Linked DNA regions of Oryctolagus cuniculus: region 1 is linked to region 2. Evidence: chromatin contacts called from public Micro-C data. All regions are on one chromosome and are shown on one strand. Each heading gives the region's core, a stretch centred on a gene start, on an enhancer-like site or on the middle of the called end of the contact. The rest is flanking DNA. Distances are from core to core; before and after follow the strand shown. Region 1 holds the start of BMF (Bcl2 modifying factor). Region 2 holds the start of SRP14 (signal recognition particle 14).

Region 1 (6,671 bases), core at 318-2,817, 61 kb after region 2:
TGTGGCACGGAGGGCTCCTCCAGCACGAGCCTGCCAGCCGCCGCCTTTGTTGACCGACCCTGCCACATGCTCGGCTGACACGCGATGCTCCGCCCTGGCGGGGCTGGTGCCAGGCTGCCGGCCAAGCAGCCGGCGGCGGCAGAGCGCCCGGCCAAGCGGCCGGCCGCGGCTCTGGGGAGACTCTATCGGAGGTGCACTCTCCTGAGGCCCCAGCCCCAGGATCCCAGACAGACAGTGAGTGAGGAGCGGCCTCCCCAGCTGGGAAGTGTCAGGTTTCAACCGGTTCCGCCACCTTCCCCCGCTCAGGCCCCATCCCCTGGCCGGCTCACCCCATCCCCTTGCACCCCCAACAGCACCTGGCAAACCTCTCCTTAGGTCTGCGAGACACAGTCCCCCAGCGCTGGCCTTCAGGAGAGAGCCATCGCCTTCCCAGGGAGGGAATGGGCAGGCAACCAACTTGGAGACCAGAGAGAGATGAGGGCAGCAGTGCTCATCTGATCAGCCTAAACTGTCCGTGGGGATGATGACAGCCGAGGCTAACACTCTGCCACCATGCCCTTGAGGCCCAGCAGAGCCAGAGCTGCCGATAGGAGGACAGAGACAGGCGCTGGCTCCTAGGCCCCTCGCGCCCTACCCGCCCCCTAGAGCCCTGTGCCTACTTGCTGTAAATGAAGCCGGTGGAACTGGTCAGCAATGCACTGAAGCTTCCGAGCAATCTGGACCTCTGCTCGATGCTGCCACTGCCCTTCAGGGGGCTGCTCCCCCAGCGCGAAGTTTGCAGGGAAACTGGCAGGGAGAGGGAGCCGGTAGCCAGCATTGCCTGCAAAGAAAAAGGACCCAGCTCTAAGCGGTCTTCTCGCCTGCCCCGCCCTCCACGCCTGCCTCTCCTGGCCAAGCCTTGGGGCTGAGGGTAAACCCCAGTATGGGAAGGGAGAGGAGCCAGTTTGCCTCCACCAGGGAGCTCTGCCAAGCTCGGACAGCCTGCTTGCCTGCTGCCCAAGTGCATAGAAGCTGATGCTGGGGGAACAGAAGGGAGCAGTCACAGCCGTCCAATGGGCTCCCCATTCACCGTCAGGGCAGTGGCAAAGGGCAGACTGGGTGAACATGTAAACCTTCTGTCCGTATTTATCAACCTACACTTGACCACAATTTATTATTCTCAGAGTAGCAGGTTGAAGCTCTTCCCTGGAACAGCACTGCAGGCAGCTCTCCAGAGTTTCCCGGGCTGAGCACAGCCAGGGACAGAGAGAACTGTGAAAAATGTCTTCACTTTTTCAACGCAGTAGAGGAGAGCTGTAGAGGAGGCTTCTGACCCTGTGGGCAGTGGCACAAACTCCTGAGACCCAAACAGATCCAAGTTTCTCTCTGGAAGCGGCCTCGGAGGTGGCGGGGGGGGGGGGGGGGGGGGGGGCGGAGACCGCGAGGCCGGAGCTGCACCCTTACCGCATGCTGGCCTTAGTACCACCGCTAGGGGCGCCAGCCGGCCGCCTCCCCCGCCTCGCCCTCCTCCGCGCCCGCCCGCCGGCCGGCGTCATCCAGCTTCTGAGTGCCGCCAGAACTGCTTGGCAAGAATCGCCCTACGGGGCAGTTCCCTCTGGGAATAACTGCAGCGTCTCCGCAGCCTGGCCCGTCAGACACAGCGAGATAACCCCCAAACCTCCACCCTCCCGCGTAAGCTGCTGTGCTAAGAACAGGCTGCTCTTTTGCCGGAGGAGGGCATATTTCTCCCTAAAACAAATCATTCGAGCCCACAAATGAAGGGGTCTTGTCTGACTTTGCCTTGGACACAGCCCCTCTGCTGGCACGGAGCCCAGGCAGGCCCAACCTCTTTCTCCAGTTCCCCTTCCAGGCACAGAAAGTCCCAAGTGACCACTGGGGCCACTTTCTGCCTTCAGGAACCTTCCCTCCTGGAACCAGCTGGGTTTTCCCCTTCAGTGTCAACAGCGAGTCATGGATCCCACAGATTTCTTTGGGACAAAGTAAATCCCTACCAGGACACAAAAAGGTGGGGGTGGGGGTGGGGGTGGGGAGTGGTGCAGGATGTAAAAAGAGACACCTGGATCCAAGGGATCCTTCCAGGAAGGGACAGAAAGGACAGGGCCATTTGTCCAGGTGCGGGTAGCAAAAGGCAGGGACTTTAGCATCCAGCAGCACTCAGCAGCCCCTGCTGCTCAGTGGGACTTAGGGGAAGGAAATCACAAAGGCAGGCTTGGGCAGGGAAAGTCCCCTCTTTTCCCCCAACCTCTATAGGAGGAGTCCTGAGGCTAAGAGCACTTACCATAAAAGAGTCGCTGGGGTTCCTCGGTCACCCCACAAGGCAGCATGACCCCTTGGCTCGGGGAGGCGGGGCTGAGGGTCTGGGTGGCCTTGTCTTCCTGGCTGGTGGGTCGCAGCCCAGGACCACAGCAGTGGGTGAGAGGGAAGAGGTGCAGCCGCCCCAGGGGGCAGTCCAGCTGGCTCTGGGCAAACGGGTCAGCAGAGAGCAAGCTTTGGGGCTGGGTCCCCGGCTCCCCGTCCTCTGGCTGGAACACGTCATCCTCCAGCTCCTCCACACACTGAGGTGGCTCCATGTCCCCTGTGAGGGCAACGCAGGCATCTGGGCGGCTGCCCGTGCCGAGCCATACCTGCAAGGACTCCCCTCCTTCTTGGCTTGCTTCACTACTTCCCCTTCTCATTCATTTGCACGGGGCCAGGTACGGTGGACATACTACTCCCCTTCCAAAGCACTGCGGGGAGGGGGGGACCCACCCCCAAAATGTGACCTGCCTGTGTGCTGAGCCCATCCACACCTCTGTGGAGGACAGCCCAGGCCACCTCTCCCCAACCTCTCGTGACTCAGGCTGAGGGGTAGTCGCATCAGCTATACAATCATGCTGGCACCTGGGAAAATGTAAACAGGACGGCTGTGGGTGGGCTCGGGGGACTGGGACTGGCCGTACACACAACCTCACAACACACGCGTATCCCCTAAGGGGCACTCTCCAAATTCTCAGCCTGAGTCTGAGCTGAGCTCCCGGCTCAGCAGCAAAAACAAAAGCCAGCCATCCCGGGGCAGCCAGGTTCCCTCCAAACCTGCTAAGCCCCGCCCTGCTGCCCATCTCCTCTAGTCTCCACCCCCTGCTTGCACAACACAACAAACAGGCTCTGCGGTGTGGTGAGAGTGTGTCCTGGGAGAAGGGATAAAGCCCCAAGTTAGTCATTGCAGCTGCCCCTCTGCTCCGCTCTCCTCCCGCACAGCAGAGCTGTCTGCTCAGCACAGGTTGCCTGCCAGGCGGGGCCGGCCCCTGGCAAAGTGTCAGCCGGCCCCAGCGCAGTCTACTCACTAGTCCCTGGGACGTCAACTCCTCGGCCCCACAGCCTCCCATGCCTGCCAGCGCTGAACCTGAGGGCGGTGCGACCTGCCTCACAGAAGGAAGTGAAATTCAGCCCTCTGGCTGTGACCTCACTTGCTGCCTGTACTATTGAGGCTGTTGTTGTGAGTGTCTTGGTGATAAAGAAGTTCCTCTTGCTCCACCTGATGGCTCTAGCGTGCCTTAGCCAAGAGGCCACCCAGCATCTTGCTTCCAGTCCAGCCCCCTAAACACACACCAGGAACCCCTTGGGACCCCTGGGACAGCGCGAAGCAACTAGCACCTAGAAGCTTAAGGAAACAGAAAGACAAAGTTCCTTCCCTGAGACTCAGTTAGAGATCCCATGGCGTTCTGTCGCCCAGTCTGCCTTTGAAGAGCAAGCCAACTGGTCTGTGGGTTGGGGAAGGACTTAAAGGAATCTCTGTTAAATTCAGAAATCCTGCCTTTCCTAAATACCAGGTCTCTCTGAGATGCTCATTTCTGCCCTCACCCCCCAATGCGGTGCCTGAGCCGTCTCTGGTCCTGTCTCTGCCCTCTTCCCTGGAGTGAGGAGATGCCTGCTAGGGTGGCAAAACAGACACATGGCATTCTTGGGACAGGGCTGGTGGGGGTAGGGGTGGGGGCTCTGACTTATCAGCAACAGGGACTGAAAGAGGACCAAGTGTTGTCACCTGGCAGGGACGCCCCCTCCTGCCTTTCAACCTCCTCTCGGCAGGCTGGCCATCCCAACCTAAGAAGGCGCCTTCCAGAGCCAATCACAAGCAGGAGTCATTGTCTGGGTTTTTCCTTTGAAGCCTCTCACCTCCCCCTCCCCCTCCCAGCAAAGCCCCAAAGTTCAACCCCAGCCTGGACTGGACAGTGGGGGAAGGGCAGCCAGAGGGCGTGGTTCCGCGAGCCCCGGGACCCTCCCACCCTCCCCCAGGAACTGCAGGTGGCTCTCCTGTCCTGTCCGTCTGTGGCAGCCCCCAGAGGGGTGCTGGACAAGGTCAAGTGTAAGCTGCCAACGGGTAGAGAGACCTTCTCCTCCCTCCAGACCCTTAGGAGGAAGGCACTTCCTGCGAAGACTGCCAGGGAAATGCTTTATTCCTAGCGAGGGGAACCCAACACGCACGGGCCATCCCAGCCCCTAAAGGGCTCCACCGGGGATGCTGACTTAGGCTCCTCCTCCTCTTAGGAGAAGGCGGCAGCCAGACACCGACCGACGGTGGCTAAAACCTCAGAACACACACACTCACACTCACGCCCCAGACCTGGGTGACTCCAGGAGAGGGTCTCAGCCTCCGAGTCGTGATGCCAGGGCTCTGCGCCAGGGTCCAGCGTGACGAGCGCTCGGGGGCTCGGCGCCCGGACTCGATTGAGAAGGAGGGAAACAGCCCAGCTGTTAAGGAGAGGAGCCTTCAGACTTCGCAGGGAGGCAGGACCGCCCCCGACGCCCTGCCTTACCCCAAAATCGGACCCCGAGGCCGCGCCGTTCTCGGGCGCCCAGATCTGCTCCGCAGCGCGCCCCGGGTTCCCCTGCCCACCTAGACTCAATTTCTTCGAGTCCCAAATGCTATTCCCAAGTTTCCTCCCGGAGTAGGGCACACCGATGTGGGTTCTGCACCCCGTTCTGACACCCCAGCAGCCCAGGTCTTCTTGGTCACCCAGATGCCCGCAGCCCAAACCCCTCCCGGGCCCCCACGCGCAGCACGACTCCGCTCCCCACTTCCCCGAGGAGGTGCGATCCAACTCCGCCCGGCCCCCGGCCGCCCGGGCGCTCACCGGGCTGCGGCGGGAAGCGGGAGGCGCGGGCAGGGGCGGCGGCGGCAGCGGGCGCGGGAGGAGGCCACTCCGCACGGTGCGGTATTGTTTCCAAAATACGCCCGCTCAGGGCATCCCGCAAACAGCTGATGAGGCCCCGCCTCCCGGCGCGTCACGCCGCCGGCTGGCCAATGGTGAGTGCAGCCCCAAGTCCCGGGCTGGGAGGCTGCCAGGGACGGTCACGAATGTACGAACCCTCCCTTGGAAACATTGCAAGGGGCCAAGCAAAATTCTGACCTCCGCCAGAAGCGCAGTCGGAGCAACGTCGCACGGCTGGGATTCAGCTCCTAGCGCAGGCTCCGGAAGCGCCAGAGAGTCCCTGAGCTCTCTGCTGGCTGGGAGCGAGGGGGCGCCAGAGTGACTTTTGTCTACTTTCTCGGGAATGGGTTGAATAATTGCCTGGCGTTCAGAGGAGGAGGAGAGGAGGCGGCGGGGAGCTTTTCGACGCGGCTGACTGCGCCCGGTGGAGGCAAGGTGCGGGTGCCAGTGGATCACGGCGTAGTGACAGCAAGCGCCCCTTCGCCTGCCGGGCGGGTCAGAAGAAAACCCCGGTCCCGCAGCTGGAGGACAATGCATGTCTCTGGCGTTGTTACTGAGTGACATCCCGATCAAACCCGTCCAAGGGGCCCTCCTGTCCTCTTCTTGCCTGGATATGAACAAAGGCAGAATAAGCGTCTGGCTGAGAAGAGGAGAGATGGAAAACGCAGGGGCTGCTGGAGCATTTGACACACAGCCGGAGACCCTGCTGGAGCTGCCAGGAGAGAGCACCGCACCCTGCAGAGGGCACACCCTGGGCCCCTTCACAAACATTGAGTGCCTGCTTAGTTCCAGGCCTTGGGCTAATTGCTGAAAACCTGGTGCTTGCCCTCGGGGGAGCTTACAGTCCACCTGGAGAGGCAGCGCTGAAAATAACTAACGGAGAGTGTGGTGGTAACTGCTGAAGGATCCACAAACGCTCAGGATGCCGCGACTGAGGAAGGCTTCAGGGAGATGGCCTTTTGAGTGGGGCCTGGAAGAGGAGGGGAAACTTGTTAGAAAAACCAGAAGCAGCAGCCTGGGGCTCCGGGCGGCACAACCAAGTGCTAAACTGGAGAGTTTGTCCTGGGAGCAAGGGCAGGCTGGAGCACCAGATCGTTGGGAGCACCCTGGGAGTTGGGAAAGGTGGGCATGGGCAGGTGGGTGCAGGTGTCCCTGCAATGCTAGGCTGAGGGATCTGTGTTTTGCCAAAGATTTTTTTATTAGACGAGGAGTGCCTTGCCCAAGCCTGAATTGTAGGGAGGATAAAGGAAGAGTTCAGAACTCAGTGAGGGTGCCTGCGTCGCGGCACAGTGGATGAAGTCACTCCCTGCCACGGAGGCATCCTAGCCGAGCACAGGTTGGAATCACCCTGCTCTGCTTCTGATCCAGCTCGCAGCTGATGCGCCTGGGAAAGCAGCGGAGGATGGCCCGAGTGCTTGGGCCCCTGCACCCTCTTTGGAGACCTGGATGGAGTTCCAGGCTCCTGGCTTGGGCCCGGCCATT
Region 2 (6,431 bases), core at 949-3,448:
AGAAGCGGGGGATAGGAACACCTAACACTCACCATCTGAAACTTATTCACTTCTTTGGAGCTCACCTGGAAAAGCAGGCAAACAGAGGTTACTCCAGTCACCCGTACAGGTATCCTCTCTCCACCCAGTTACTAGGATGAAGCCTCATAAAGTACATCCTAGTCTTTAAAATACTTCTTCCCAACTTTGGGGTCACAGTACACGGAAGACCAGTTTTCTACTCCACTTTCCTCTTCCTGAGAAACAAGCAAGGTAACTCTGTGCCTTTTTCCACAGTGCATTGCACCCAGATGCAAAAATCAAAACTGGGCTCCCAGGCAAGCTACACTTCCCACCTCTGTTGAAGGAAATCCCCTACCCAGCTGGCGCTGAGTCTCCCCTCCAGCTTGAGTAAGATGTCAGACTTCTCAGTGTTAATTTTTTGCTTGTAAGATATATTTATACTACTTTCTCTGTATCTTATTTATAAAGTTGCCTTCCACTAGTTCAGCTGTTTAGCACACTGCAAGCTACCAGAAGAGGAACTGTACCTCTGAGGAAGATTCCTGAGGTTTTTGTATTTCACAACATCCACCATTACTCTCGGACACCACTTAGGCTTGCTTTACTGTGTAAGTCTTCTTAAGACTACTTGTAAAGGGTGGCTCATGAATGAATTTATAGTCTCATTCTCCTGAGTGCAGACTAACCACAGATGTCATTAGAGGGCAGGGTGGCTCTGCTCCAGAATAAAGGAGTATGCACTCCGAAGCCAGAGTCCTCCTTCGCCACATTTAACCTTCACAGTAAACACAAAGCCTGGGCCTCTTGATTAAATGTACCAGTACATTCTCTCAAGTACCAAGCCTAGCAAATACTGCACGCTTGCTATGAGAACCACAGAGACAAGGGAATAATCACCTTAAAAATAAACGAATCATCTAGCACCAAGAAATTTTACTGACTGTTCAGCACAGTGAGGGGAAGAGGAATTGCACCAACTAACCCTTACAGTACAGTTAGGAGTAAGGCTACTGCCAGTGCCTCATAAATTTTAGCAGAACAAGTTTTTGACCTCTGCCTTGTTCATTTTCCTTTTATTGTTACAGTTTCTAGAACTGAAGTAGTAAAGGAAGGTCCTGATCCGAAAATAGGCTGAGAGCTATCCACCAGCCTTTATTTAATAAAGTCAGTAAATAAATGCCCAATTCCGACATGTCCCATCCTCAGCTGAGTTCCTCTTTCCCAAAAGTCGTGTTGGGAATCCAGCTCACCACGGTGCTGATCTTCTTTTTCCCATCAGTAGCTCTTAACAGACATTTGTTGTCTGAGGGCTCAAAGCCCTCCACAGAACCTTTCCTTGGAATGGGTTTCGTTCGACCATCATCTGCAAGAAAAGCGGCGGGCTGTGAACAGAGCCACATACACTGCTGACAGGTAGACCAGAAGTCAACCCACAGAGGGAGGGTCCGAAGAGGCGCCCTAATCCCCACCCCCGCTCCAGCTCTGTTAGCCACAGCATCCGCCAAACCTTGCAGAGACCACCGCTACTTCCACTACGGACCTCACTCAAAACTGGGGCCCCGGGATCCCCGAAAAAATGATGAGCCCTGACGTGCATGGGACCCACTGTAACCGGACCGAGCTAGGTGCGAAATGCTAGGGGCCGCGCGAGCCACGAACCCTAATATTCTCGGGGCCCTGAGCCCTGAATGTGCCCAGCACAGGGTGGAGAAACGGCAAGGCGGGGATCCCCAGCCGACTCCGCCGGCGCCCAGACGTCTGTCTCCTGGGCCGGGAGCTGCTCGGCTTCCACGGCGCCCTCCCCAGCTTCCTCTCGGCCCTGCCGCGACCACGGCTGCTTACATTTCTTCAAGGTGATAAAGACGCTGCCCGACAACCGGCATTTCTGGAAGAGTCTGGTCAGCTCCGTCAGGAACTGGAACACAACAAGCCCGGCCTCGTGAGCAGCCCCAAAGCTTCCCCGCCGCCATCAAGTCCCCATCCCCCCCGCAAAAGGAGACAGAGGCCCCGGGCAGAGCCCCTAACCACATCCATCCCGGGCCGGTCGGGTGCGGCTATACCTGCTCGCTCTCCAGCAGCACCATCCCGGGGCTGCCGGTTCCTCTCCGTCCTCACACGCCCCGCCCCGTTGCACCCGGAAGTTCCGCCTAGCCTGGGCGGGACTTCCGCTATTAGTCTTCCATTCCTTTCCACCAATCCTTGCCTCCGCCCTCTTTCGCCCTGTCCACCTAGCGTCTGAGCTCTGGGACGCCCTCGGCCGTCCCTGGGAGGGAAGCGCTTGGGGAGCTGTTAGGCTGAGTCACCTCACAAAAGAAAGATTTGAAAGAACGTAGAGTTGTGTATATTCAGTCTCTGTTAGACGAGATACCTAGCAGTCCAGTGCCTCAGTTTCCTTATCTTAAAGAAAGCATAATAGTACAGCTACTTCACGACGTGATGGTGAACAGTAAATGAGCCCACATTAAACACGCAGAACACTGGTACATGGCAAGTGCACCGTAAGCACTTGCCCACCGTTATGTTATATAATGTTATTGTTTGCATTATCATTGTAATAAGTTCTCATGGAGGCTCTTTGAATTCTTCTCTGACCAGGAGGGCTGGGTGCCCCTAATAACTGACTGGTAGCAAGGACTGGAGCCCAGTCTTAGTTCCTCTGCATTCAGTAGAGATCTGGGTTCTAGGCCCTGCTTTGGTAGTAACCAACTTAAACGCTGGGCCTTTTCAAAGTCAGGCGTTCGTTCAATGCACAACGGGTTGGCTGTGTGCCTCATCCCCTGTGCCAGGCACTGTTGGAGTTGGGGATACAGCAGGATACAAGACAAGCTAAGTTCCTGGAACCTAGGTTAAAAGGGTAGGGAGAAAATAAACAATTAACAAGAAAACAAGTGTTACAGCTTCAGATGATGAGGAATGCTGTGAGGACAACTATGTAAGGTGATACAAATGGGAGCACCAAGGGACCGACGTTTTGTTGCAGCCAGAAGAGTTCTCTCTGAAGAGGATAACTTTTTGTTGAAAGCCACGGGGACAGCCATCCAAAGATCTGGGGACATGGTATTTTAGACAGAGAGAACGGCTAGAGCGAAGACCAAAGGGGAAACTCGTCGCCCTGTATGAGCAAGGCTGCGGGGTGAGGATGGGATGGAGAGGGCCTGTGGAAACTAGGGGTCGGGGGGCATGAAAAGGCAGCCAGCCTGGGGGCAGGTCTTGTGGGGCCTGTGGCCATGGTAAATTTGGATTTTGTTCCAGATAGAGGATTCTTGTAAAGGTAGGTTTTTTTAGACTATTCCTTTTTTTTTTTTTTTAAGATTTATTTACTTTAGAGGCAGAGTTACAGAGAAAGGGAGAGACAGAGAGAAAGTCTTCCATCCACTGGTTCACTCCCCAAGTGGGAGTGAATGCAACTGCCAGAGCTGGGCTGATCCAAAGCCAGGAGCCAGGATCTTCCTCCAAGTCTCGCACGCTGGTGCTGGGGTCCAAGCACTTGGGCCATCTTCCACTGCTTTCCCAGGTGCATTAGCAGGGTGCTGGGTCGGAAGTAGAGCAGCAGGACTCAAATGGGAAGCCAGCATTGCAGGTGGTGGCTTAACCTACTCTGCCACAGCACCAGCCCCTGTAAAAGTAGTTTTACACAGGACAGTGATGAACTGGTTTGTTTTTAAAACATCTCCCTATCTTTGGTGTAGAGACAAGCCAGGAAATGAGGATCCCATATGGGAGACCTGGATGGAGTTCCTGGCCCAGCAGCTGCTGTTGAAAGCATTTGGGAAGTAAACCAGCAGATGGAAGATCAACCTCTCTCTCCATCTCTCCCTCTGTCACTCTGCCTTTCAAATAAATAAAAATGTAAAAAAAAAAAAAATGTTTGCGGTAAAATGGAATTAAGAGTTTTTGATGCAAGAAATTTTTAAATCCATGCATAGCTATTTCATAATACACACCTCCATGAACTTTTTGAAAACCTCATATGCATGACTTTCAAAATATTTTGCATCAAAAAAAGTAGCTTTTAGTTCCATTTTCCATGACCTTTTGAAATATCCTCTTATATCCTAGAATGATTTCCCCAATGAGACAAATGGTATTATATATTGAAACCACCTACAAAAGTAGCTAAGTGTACAATGAAATTGAGAGTTTATGCCAAGAAGGCATATTTATTTGAAAGTTTGAGTTACACAGAGAGAAGGAGAGGCAGAGAGAGAGAGAGATCTTCCATCCGCTGGTTCAAACCCCAATTGGCCTCAATGGCTGGAGCTGCACCGATCCGAAGCCAGGAGCAAGGAGCTTCTTCCAGGTCTTCCACGTGGGTGCAGGGGCCAAAGGACTTGGGCCATCTTCTACTGCTTTCCCAGGCCACAGCAGAGAACTGGACTGGAAGTAGAGCAGCCGGGATTCTAACCAGTGCCCATATGGGATGCCGGCACTGCACGTGGCAGCTTTACCTGCTACGCCACAATGCTGGCCCCACCAAGAAAGCATAGTTAAATTTTGACCAAAAATTCTAGCTTACAGTTATGAGCAGTTAGGGTCAAATATGATCGAACTGTAACTCATGTATAAACAGAGGTCAGTGGCTGTGGCCCTTGGAGCAGAGCAGTGTGTGTGTGAGGCAGGGAGCAGGCCAGATGACACCCCACTTCTTCCTCGCCCTGGGAGAACTGTGGAGTGAAAATAGTTCCTAAATCCCCTTCCACACTCATGCAGCCTTCAACAAATGCCTTGTTAGCACCACGGGTAAAACAGAGCCCCTTAGCAAAAAAAAAACTGGCATCTACTTATGCCAGACTGTCCACGCCATGGGCAAGGACAGGGAAAGAAAAACACCCAGGGAATCTAAGGGGCCGGGTGACTTCCTGCTTCTACCAATTACAGTCCTCTCTCCCAAAATGCAGGGGTCACGTACATCCTTTCCTTGGAGTACAATTTAATTTATTGGGTTGAAATAGAGTCAAGAGTTATGTCAGTTATGTCAGCCGGCACCGTGGCTCACTTGGTTGATCCTCCGCCTGCGGCGCTGGCATCCCATATGGGCACCGGTTCTAGTCCCGGTTGCTCCTCTTCCAGTCCAACTCTCTGCTGTGGCCCGGGAGGGCAGTGGAGGATGGCCTGGGTGCTTGGGCCCCTGCACCTGTGTGGGAGACCAGGAGGAAGCACCTGGCTCCTGGCTTCGGATCAGCGTAGCTCCGGCTGTGGCAGCCATTTTGGGGGTGAACCAACAGAAGGAAGACCTTTGTCTCTCTCTCTCTCTCTCTCTCTCTCTGTCTAACTCTATCTGTCAAAAAAAAAAAAAAATCCGGGTCAAAGGTCTTGTTAACGTTAGAATATTTTAATTTATAGCTGTAGTTATTCTAATACAATTACATTTTGCAGGGCCTGGAAAGTATGATGGTTACAAATAGTCACTAGTTCCTAGCTGCCTGAATCTGAATTCTAACTCTACCTTTCCTTGTCTAAGAGACTGGAGACAAATCACAAGATTCCTGCTAAAATATTCATTTATTTATTTGTTTGTTTGTTTACTTATTTGAGTTAGAGAGGAAGAGACAAGAGAGGTATCTCCCATGAACTGGTTTACTCTCTAAATGTCCACAATGGCCAGGGCTGGGCCAGGCCAAAGCCAGGAGGCAGAAGCTTCAGCCAGGCCTCCCACATGAGTGCAGGCACCTGAGCACTTGGACCATCCTCCACTGCTTTCCCAGGCACATCAGCCAGCAGCTGGATCTAACTGGAGCAGTTGGGACCTAAATAGGTACCCACATGGGATGCTGGCTTTGCAGGTGGCAGCTTAACACACTGCACCACAATGTTTGCCCCAAAATATTTTAAAGGTGCACTCATTGGGGCCAGTGCTGTGGCGTAGTGGGTGCCATATGGGCGCCAGTTCAAGACCTAACTGCTCCACTTCCGATCCCGCTCTCCCCTATAGCCTAGGAAAGCAGTAGAAGATTGCCCAAGTGCTAGGGCCCCTGCACCAGCATGGAAGGCCCAGAAGAAGCTCCTGGTTTCTGGCTTCAGATTGGCCCAGCTCCAGCAGTTGCAGCCATTTGGGGAGTGAACCAATGGATGGAAGACCTCTCTCTCCCTCTGTGCCTCTGCCTCTCTGTAACTCTGCTTTTCAAATAAATAAATAAATCTTTAATAAATCAGGTATACGTTACAACTTATTCAATGGAAAACCCACAGAGCAGACACAAAGATCAAGAATTCTGAAATTAATTTGTAAGACAAGGTTGGATTTTCCTCAGAGGGGCCCAAGGGTTGTCCCTCCTCTGAACAGTCACTGTATGCACAGACAAGTTGTGTGCACTATTGTTAGGGTCTCTGCCATGCACAAAGCTGCAAAATGGCTCAAAGGCAATGGGGCTGGCATCAGGTAACCCAGAAGGGTATGTCCTGAAGCACGTACAGTTCTCCACTGGAAG

Evidence for each region. A called contact is a pair of places that touch in the nucleus more often than the background predicts.
Region 1: a contact with region 2 is called in a Micro-C map of ear pinna, with 2.4 times the contacts expected there. The contact joins the enhancer-like site here to the promoter of SRP14 in region 2. A contact is called at or near these places in 4 of 6 Hi-C or Micro-C datasets (ear pinna, embryonic fibroblasts, skin fibroblasts and 1 more).

What each region holds. Positions count from the first base shown.
Region 1 is chr12:63,243,039-63,249,709 of mOryCun1.1, forward strand. It overlaps BMF (Bcl2 modifying factor), which reads right to left and starts at 5,263. Exons shown (of 5, transcript XM_008269213.4): 1 at 5,112-5,263; 2 at 4,601-4,728; 3 at 2,279-2,575; 4 at 660-820. The coding sequence starts at 2,570. Within about 2 kb of position 1,568, at least 6 of the 8 cell types and tissues checked have an H3K27ac peak or open chromatin away from gene starts, as enhancers often do. A contact at or near this core is called in ear pinna, where this site is marked.
Region 2 is chr12:63,181,894-63,188,324 of mOryCun1.1, forward strand. It overlaps SRP14 (signal recognition particle 14), which reads right to left and starts at 2,199. Exons shown (of 5, transcript XM_002717984.4): 1 at 2,064-2,199; 2 at 1,846-1,918; 3 at 1,254-1,366; 4 at 33-65. The coding sequence starts at 2,087.